Linked DNA regions of Canis lupus: region 1 is linked to region 2. The links are chromatin contacts, called in public Hi-C maps. All regions are on one chromosome and are shown on one strand. The core of a region is the stretch at or near the end of the contact, and the rest is flanking DNA. Distances in the headings are between cores, read along the strand shown.

What was found. A called contact is a pair of places that touch in the nucleus more often than the background predicts.
Region 1: a Hi-C map of skin fibroblasts shows a contact between it and region 2, with 2.3 times the contacts expected there. The contact joins the enhancer-like site here to the promoter of C18H11orf86 in region 2.

The regions. Positions count from the first base shown.
Region 1 is chr18:51,157,456-51,161,420 of UU_Cfam_GSD_1.0, reverse strand. It overlaps SPTBN2 (spectrin beta chain, non-erythrocytic 2), which reads right to left. Exons shown (of 37, transcript XM_038563797.1): 15 at 3,491-3,628; 16 at 2,373-3,129; 17 at 1,338-1,540; 18 at 914-1,004; 19 at 538-684. Among named protein-coding and RNA genes, the nearest start is that of RBM4B, 19 kb to the left of the region's middle. Within about 2 kb of position 2,635, at least 3 of the 20 cell types and tissues checked have an H3K27ac peak or open chromatin away from gene starts, as enhancers often do.
Region 2 is chr18:50,897,866-50,902,173 of UU_Cfam_GSD_1.0, reverse strand. It overlaps C18H11orf86, which reads left to right and starts at 2,087. Exons shown (of 2, transcript XM_038562506.1): 1 at 2,087-2,541; 2 at 3,161-4,016. The coding sequence starts at 2,272. The coding sequence ends at 3,256.

The sequences.
Region 1 (3,965 bases), core at 1,386-3,885, 260 kb before region 2:
AGGAACAATAAGACTCAAGAGCAAGGGTTGGCAAACTGTGCTCTGCGGGGCAAATACAGCCCCCACTTGTTTTTATAAATAAAGTTTTATTGGAATGCAGCTACACTCAATCATTATGTATTCTCTATGGCTGCTTTTGCACTACAATGGCAGAATTGAACAGTCATAGCAGAAACTGTATGGCCCGTAAAGCTGAAAATATTTACCATCTGGCCCTTTGCAGAAGTTTGCTGATGCCTGCTGAAAAGTGTCCTTCTGCTCTGGACACAGGGATAATGATGGTGTTGGCCCAAAGCAGCAGTCTGGCACCCTATTAATTTGTACTTGCTCAAGGTTCTGTAGTTACTGTCTCATAGTCCTAAGACTTTTGTTCCCAGACCATAAGTTTCCATCTTGGAGGTTTGGCACTAAAGACCCCATGACCTCTAGCCCCAAAAGAACCAGAGCCTGAAGCCAGGGTCCTCCCCTGCACTGTGGCCAGGATCCTGTCCAGGGGAGCCCCTAGGGCTCTCTTGCTGCTAATTTCACATCACTCACCTTATCTACCTTATCCAACCAGTCTTTGTTGGCGGCCAGCTCAGCCATGAACGCCTGGTGCTTCTGCCACTTCGTGTGCAGGTTGCGGGCTTCATCGTAGGACACATCCTGGGCTGTCAGCATCTTCTCATCAATCCAGAGCTTCAGCTGAGTCAAGCATAGAGCAAGGATGAGAAGGGCAGAGAGCACTGCATATGCAGTGAAGCATAAGGGGGTGAAGGGAGCGAGGGGAATGGTGGATGTGGGGAGAAGCCATGCAAGGGTCCACTTAAGTAATACTACAACAGACTTATTCTATGCTCAGAAAGCTGGGGCATGTTAGTAAGGGGATGGCTAGGGAATGTCGGAGGGGACATGGAGGAACCAAGAGCCTCACCTCGTGACAGTCTTGTAGGAAATGTTGCTGCTCGCGGTTGTCCCGAAGACGGCCCAAAAGCTGCTGCACTGCTTCTTGATTCTTCTTGTGTCTGTAATGACAGTCCCTTGTGAGACCCGCGAACCTGCTGTCAAAGGGTTATTACCCTCTAACTAATCGAGAAAGCCACACAGGAATTCTGGTATCCAGCAATCAACTATGCCAGTGGACTTCATCTCCCCTGGCGTGGGGAGGCTCAGCTCCCCAGCTCATGGCTTAGTCCCATTCTGACCACTAAGTTTTTCCACCTCTACTTTTTGTCAGTCCCCATCGCCATCCATCTGCCCATGCTGCACTATCCAGCTGCTTCATCAGTAAAACAGGCCACACTGTTCTCATTCACTTCCCTGTCGGAGCTCTCCTCTACCCGCTGTGTTTATCATACCTCCTCTCAATGGAGTCGGCCTTCTCCTGGATCTTCTCGGCATGGATGTTGCCCTCAGACACCAGCTGGCGTCCAGCCTCCAGCAGGCCGCGGATCCGCTCTCCATTGGCATCCATGGTGCTCATGAAATCTTCCAGTTTTTTTATGGCGGCATCAGCAGCTTGGAGTGTCCCCGGCATCTCCGTGTGGGACAAAACATATTCCTGTGTGGGAGGAGAGCACTTGTCTACCTTTCAGAAGGGATCTACCATATTGGACATGAAGGCCAGCTGAGGATGGGAGAGTGGACAGTCTGGCTCTGAAGACAACATGTGGGGGGTGGGAATAGGGTGGGGGGGGTGCTTGATTATCTATAGGCTCACGAAGTAACAAGAGAGCTGGGCAAGAGGACCTTAACAGCCCAAACCCTGTTCCCTCTTCTTCCTGGCCACTGATTTGATTTAACAGTTATATGACAGGTCAGGTTTTCTATTTCTTCTCAAGTCAGTTATATTTACACCTCTTTAAAAAACATTCTGTTAAAAAAAAAAAGGGCGAGGGGGATCCCTGGGTGGCTCAGTGGTTTAGTGCCTGCCTTCAGCCCAGGGCGTGATCCCGGAGTCCCAGAGTCCTGGGATTGAGTCCTACATCGGGCTCCCTGCATGGAGCCTGCTTCTCCCTCTGCCTGTGTCTCTGCCTCTCTCTCTCTCTCTCTCTCTGTCTCTTGTGAATAAATAAAATCTTTAAAAAATAAAAATAAAAAAACATTCTGTTAAATCCATTTCTTTTTTTAAGTAAGCTCTACACTCAACATGGACCTTAAATTCATGACCCTGAGATCAAGAGTCACATGTTCTACTGACTGAGCCAGGCACCTTTATCTTTTTTTTTTTTTTACTCCCTTATTTTTCTAATATGTTCTCCCAGTCCACCAGTCCATCTTGGTTCCTCAATTGCCCGCTGCCATTTCCTCCCCATCCACTTCTGTCCTCCACACTTCCCTGTCCCTGGTTCCCTCTTCTTCCTGGGTGGGACTGCGTGTCCCTGGGCTCTCACCTGGCTGCTGAGCACGCCCTCGGCCTGGCGAGCATCCCGCAGGAAGCCTTGGAAGCCGTGGGCCTGGGCCAGCCGGCCTTGCCGGCTCTCCCACATGCGGCCCAGCTCCTCCCAGCCGGTTCCCAGGGCTTCGAGTCGCTGCCTTAGGAAGAGGCACTGCGGATCAGCCTGGTCCCGGGTCACCTCCTCACCCAGGGCCCGCAGCCGGCTGTACTCGCCCCGGGCCCGCTCCACCTCTCCCCGCAGGGCTGCATGTTGGGCCAGGAGGGCCTCTGCCTCAGGCAGGGTGGCTGGCCCTTCTTCAGAGGCCACAGAGGTCTGCGTGCGACCGAGCCATGCCTGGAAGTCATCTAAGCTGCGCAGGAAGTCCTGCAGCCGCCGCGCCTCACCCAGTGACTCTTCTCGGCGTCGCATGGTGGCCCGTAGGTCTTCCCAGCCAGCTTGTACCTCTCCAAGCCGGGCATTGATGGCAGAGGCTTGGGCAGGGTGGCCAGTGGCCAGGGCATTTGCCTCTCGAGTCAGCTCGCCCACCCGGGCGGCGATGGCCTCCAGGTCCCTCTCGGTGCCGGCCAGCTTCCGCTGCAGTGCCAGCACCCCAGCTAGGTCGTTGCCCAGGCCCTGGGTGGACTCGATGACCTTGGTCTTCTCTCTCATCCAGGCCTGGGTCTCTGTGCACTCTAAGTGGTAGTTCTGGATGCTCAGGGCTGACATCAGGGCTGCCTTCTTGCCGTCTGCCAGGGTCCGAAACTGCTGCCACCTGAGAGTGGAGGGAGGGTCTGGTGTCCGGAGCTGCTCAGTTTCCCTGCGCTGTCCAGGTATGTATGGAGGCTTCTTCCCTGCCTCCCCCTTCTCTGGTATACCAGAGAAGAACACCTGCTTCTGCTGTTAAAGAGGCTGCTCCCTGCTCATTCTCCCTTGACTCCTTGATTACTCCCTGTCTAGGTACAAGCCTTTTTGGACTACCCCCTTTTGTTTCTTTCCTCATTTCCCACCTTTGCCCCCACAACGTATTCCAGACAGCCTGCTTTCCCTGTTTTTAGTCTCCATACCATGCCCTGGAGAACTTCCTTCTGGCTGCCATCCCTGCATCCTTTCTAGGTTACCCTCCCCAGCCCCACCTGTGGTTGAGCTGCTTCTGGGTATTGACAATGCTGTCCTTGCCCGGGGGGCTGGCTTTCAGCAACTGCTCTGCAATGTCATTTACAGCAGTAATCCGTGCTGCGAGGGCGTTCATCTCAGGCTCCAGGGTCTCGAACCTGAGCAGGTAGAAGAGGCAGCCATGAATCACAGGAGCCGTGATGCACCAGCCCTCCTCCCCTAGAGGCCTAGGGAAACCTCTCTGTCAACGTGAGGCTGATTGGTAGGAGCCTCTGCACATCTTAAACTACAAGGTCTATGGGATCTATGGGTCAAGTGGGGAGCCCCAACTCCCCCCAGACAAGTAGAAAAACAACCATCTCTTGAGTTAACTCAAGAAGATGGTGGAAGTTTAATATTAGGAACAGTTCCACAAGCCAGACTCATTCCTGGCCCAGCGCCCTATTCTTTATCAGAACCTCCCTATTCCTCCTGGGATTGACCTCTTAGCTGCCT
Region 2 (4,308 bases), core at 838-3,337:
TTGCCTTTCAGCCAGAACCAGGGCTGCCCTGTGGGTCAGACATTAGAGGTGTGGTCAGGCTGGGAGTAAAGAGGCTTGTGTGCAGGTCACAGTCCAACTTTGGGACAGACTGGGGCAGGAGATCAGGCCCTCCTTCTCCTTTCTCTTCTTTGCTCTGGCCCTGCCTTAGTTCCTCTGGCTGGGAGATGAGCCCGGAGGGTATCACAAGACCCTTTGCCCAGGGCAGGCCTAGCAACCCTGAGAGAGGAAACAGAGCAAGGCCAGGCCTGGGGAGAGGTCTGGGACGAGCCAATAGTTGCAGGCAGCGCTTCCCTGACTCCAGACAGGGCGATTTGTGCAACAGCCCAAAAATAAAGGAAGACTCCTGGCTCTGGGTCCTATGTCAACCACCAATACCGGAGCAGGGCAGTAGAGTGGTTGAAGCACGGGATCTAAGGCCAGGCTGACTGAAGAGCGAGTCCCAGGTTTGCCTCTTACTGAATGTGTTCTCGGGTCAGGTGCTTCATCTCTCAGCTTCTGTTTCTTGATCCTTGAAATGGGAATAACAATGTTCACCTCAGGACTATCATGAGTTGAAATGCAGTGCTGGGGGGCAGCAGGGGCAGGGGTTAGCCCCAGAATGAGGAAAAATACCCATAAAATAGTAGTTAAAAAAGAATGGCCAGATGTGTGAGGTCCCTTTCAGTCCTCAAATTATATGATTCTGGGTACCTGTTGGTCCAGCCCAAGTGCCTCTCTCTTTCTTTTGTCTTGGGAGAAAGAGCTGCTGCTGGTAGTCTGGCTTTTACACATTCATGATTTCATTGGGTTTTCACAGCACCCCATTTTGGAGCTGACAAGATGGAGCAGGAAGGGGAAGGGATTCATCTAGGCTAATGAATAATTTCCGGTTGCAGTCAAATAGCTAGAAACATAACATTTACCATTTAGCCATTTTATGTATAATTAGGTAGGGTTACATATATTCACAGTGTTGTTCAAACAGTCTCCAGGATTTTTTTCTTTTCTTTTCTTTTTAAAGGTATTCTTTATTTATTCATGAGAGACACACAGAGAGAGGCAGAGACACAGGCAGAGGGAGAAGCTGGCTCCCTCTGAGGAGCCTGATGCAGAATCTGATCCCAGAACCCTGGGATCAGGCCCTGAGCCAAAGGCAGACACTCGACCACTGAGCCACCCAGGTGCCCCCAGGACTTTATCATCTTGCGGGACTGAAGCTCTATAGCCATTGTACTGGCCATTCCCCACCCCTGCCCCTGGCAATCACGGGGCTACTTTCTGTTTCTGTGATTTTGACTCTTCTATGTTGGAGCTGTCCTGTTTCTTTCTTTTTTAATTTTTTTTCTTTTTAAATTTAATTTAAAATTTTTAATAAAACTTTTTATTTTTTTAGGACATACAGTTGGCAGGATCTGTTCATGCAACTTGGCCAGCAGCTGGGGCATTTCCACCCTTGGTGTTGCTGGTGTAAATGACTTGAGTCTGTGCTTTGAAGCCAGTTTAATAAGTCCTTTGCTGAGATCCTGGGGAGGGGGCTTCCCTGGCCAGGGGACCTTGAATCTTCTCTCAGAGACAACAGCTGGGGTTCTATGCTTGTAGTTGAGAACTTCACAGTTTGTCCTATGTCACTCTGTCACACATTGAGCATGCCCCCAACCATGCCTTTGGGCCCCTTCTTTTGGGCCTTGCCCCTAGATTTGCTCACCAGGTCTTTGTCTTTCTTGGCTGACTTTCAGGCATCTCTCTTCTTGTCATCCTTGGGAGGCATTGTGAAGCTCAGAGATTGGTGGCCACCCTGGCAGCCTCGCTAAGATGTCGGACAAAAAAAAGAAAAAAAAAAAAAAAAAGAGCTATCCTGTTTCTTAAAGGCACATCTCTGTTTTGCTGTTGAGCCATCTGTTCTCAGCATCAATAGAATAAATTTGGACAGCCAGGGCTGCAGGAGTTCAGGGGGGGCCAAGCACTTCAGGGGTGGAGAGATCAGAGAAGGCTGCAGAGAAGAGGAGGAGAAGGAGGAGGAGGAGGAGGGGAGGAGCAAGAGGAAGAGCCCTGTACCCCTTGCCCTAGAAGGCAAAGAGAGGCAGTGGTGACACTGACTCAGAGATGCTTGAACCCTGTGGCCTGCACTTTGGTTTATGATGGCCACCTCAGCAGTACCAACCTTTGCCCCCAAGTAAGTTCCCATCACGTGGGTGGAGACTCCAGGCCATCTCAGAAGCCACTGGCCTGCCGAAGGGCTGTAGCAGTCCTGTGCTTGCAGCCTCAAGAACCATGGGGCCAGAGCCACGCAGCCAGTCCTTGCGACGGCCACAGTCCTCCTACAGCAAGCTCCAGGAGCCCTGGGGGAAGCCTCTAGAGAGCCGACTGCGCCGGGTGCTGAGCCTCAGACAGGGGCAAGAGAAGTCCAGGCCCTCAAACAGAGGACCAGAAAGGCTGGACACACCCGGTCAGGAGGGGCTGCCAGGGGGCCTGGAGGACACAGAGCAGCTGATCCAAGCCCAGCAAGGAGACAGCCGGCGGTGGCTGAAGCAGTATCAACAGGTTTGGCTGAGGGTTGTTGGATGGAGGAGCACTACAGGGGGAGGGTGGGGATTCCATAGAAAGGGATCCAAGGTAGCAAAGGCTCAGAAGTAGAAACATATAAGGCCAAGAACCAAGAAGACAACAGAGCTGTCTGGAGGTGAGGCTGGAAAGAGAGGTGTCCAGGCATCATATTTCAGAGAGCCCTAAATGCATTTGGAATTTATCCCACAGGCACTGGGGAGTCCTGGAAGGTTTTACAGCAAGCTAGTGATGTGGTCAGAGCTGTTTTAAAATGATTAATCGGGCAATATGTTGGATGGGTGGATTTTGCTAGAGGCAAGGAGATCAGCCAATAAAACTTCCCCAGGGTTGCCTCTTGTGTTCCTCTGACCCAGCAAAGGGGGCATCCTGACCCCCTTGGTGGGAGCAGCTGGCTCCTGGCCCTGCCTCCTTCTTCTATTTTTTTTTTTTTTTTTTTTTTTGCCTCCTTCTTCTAGGAGAAAAATTTCCCAGTGAGCAGAGCTCTTGTCTCTGGGGTCTAGCACCACCTGGTGGCTATAGGTGGAAAATACCTGAAGCCTACCAAGCAGCTGTGAGACAGGGACCCTGATTCTCCCCCTCCTCTGTCTTCCAACAGGTAAGGAGAAGGTGGAAGAGCTTTGTCTCCAGCTTCCCTAGTGTGACCTTGAGCCAGCCAGCCTCCCCACAGCCCTCTCTGGGCACCAGCAGCTAAGGATATTGAAAGTGGTATTGGCCCTTGCTGCACCCAGGTCAGATGGCCATGTCTATTGACCTACCTCTTCCTGGCCCTCTGGACCCTTCTGCCGTGGACTGCTCCTGCCTTCCTTACACGGTGCACCAAGGCCTCTGCCACCAGCTCACCCCTTGGCCCTGGCCCTGCACTCCAAGACTGGCTCTCAACAAAGACCTCAGAAGGGCAAGAAGAAAGGGGCTCAGCTGTTTCTTGGTGGATTCTGCCCTGTGGGCATGGAGGCACCCCTGGACAGTGACATGTATGAAGGCCTTAGAAGCCTGCCTAGAAATAAGGGTGTCGATACCCCTGACCCCACACAAGACCAGTCTTGAACTTCCAGGACAGAGCTCAGTGAAGCCAGACCTATGGCTGAGAGGCTCTTTGCCTGCCCACACCCCTACCCCTGCCATCCCCTGCCTGCCAGCAGCTAGTGGTAGGCAAGGCTTGGGTCTCCCTCCCTGACAGTGAGCTCCCCAAGGGCAAGGACAGTCAGGGCAGTCATCGGTACTGGAGCCCTGTAGCTGAAAGGCCCAGACCTGGATATGCTCACTTGTATCCTCAGTGTCCCAATGAAGTAAGCAAGGGAAGCTTTCCCTCCCTGTGTGACAGAGGTGGAAACTGAAACCCAGAGCAAGGAAAGAATTCTTGTTTTTGGCACCTCCAGCCCCACCCCCACCCAGTTCAGCCCCAACCTTGGGGCTGAACACAGGAATAAAAATTGCTGAGCTGATGTCAACAATTTGCCTAGTGATTAACTCGTCTAACAGGGGAAAGCTTGGCTCAGAATTTGCCAGAATGGTGGAGCAGGGGCACCATAGGCAGGTCACCTATGGGTCCCCAGGAGGCTGGTTCCTTCTTGCCACTTCTCTTGACCTCACTCCATGGAGGATTGCCACCTCCTCCTGTGCTGACCTCCAGTCAGCTTTGGGGGACCCACTTTGCCTTTGTGCTCACCCTCATGAGGCCCAGAAAGAGCACGGGCTCATCCAAGGCCACACAGAAGGGAGGGTCTTACCCCCAAAAACCTGAGC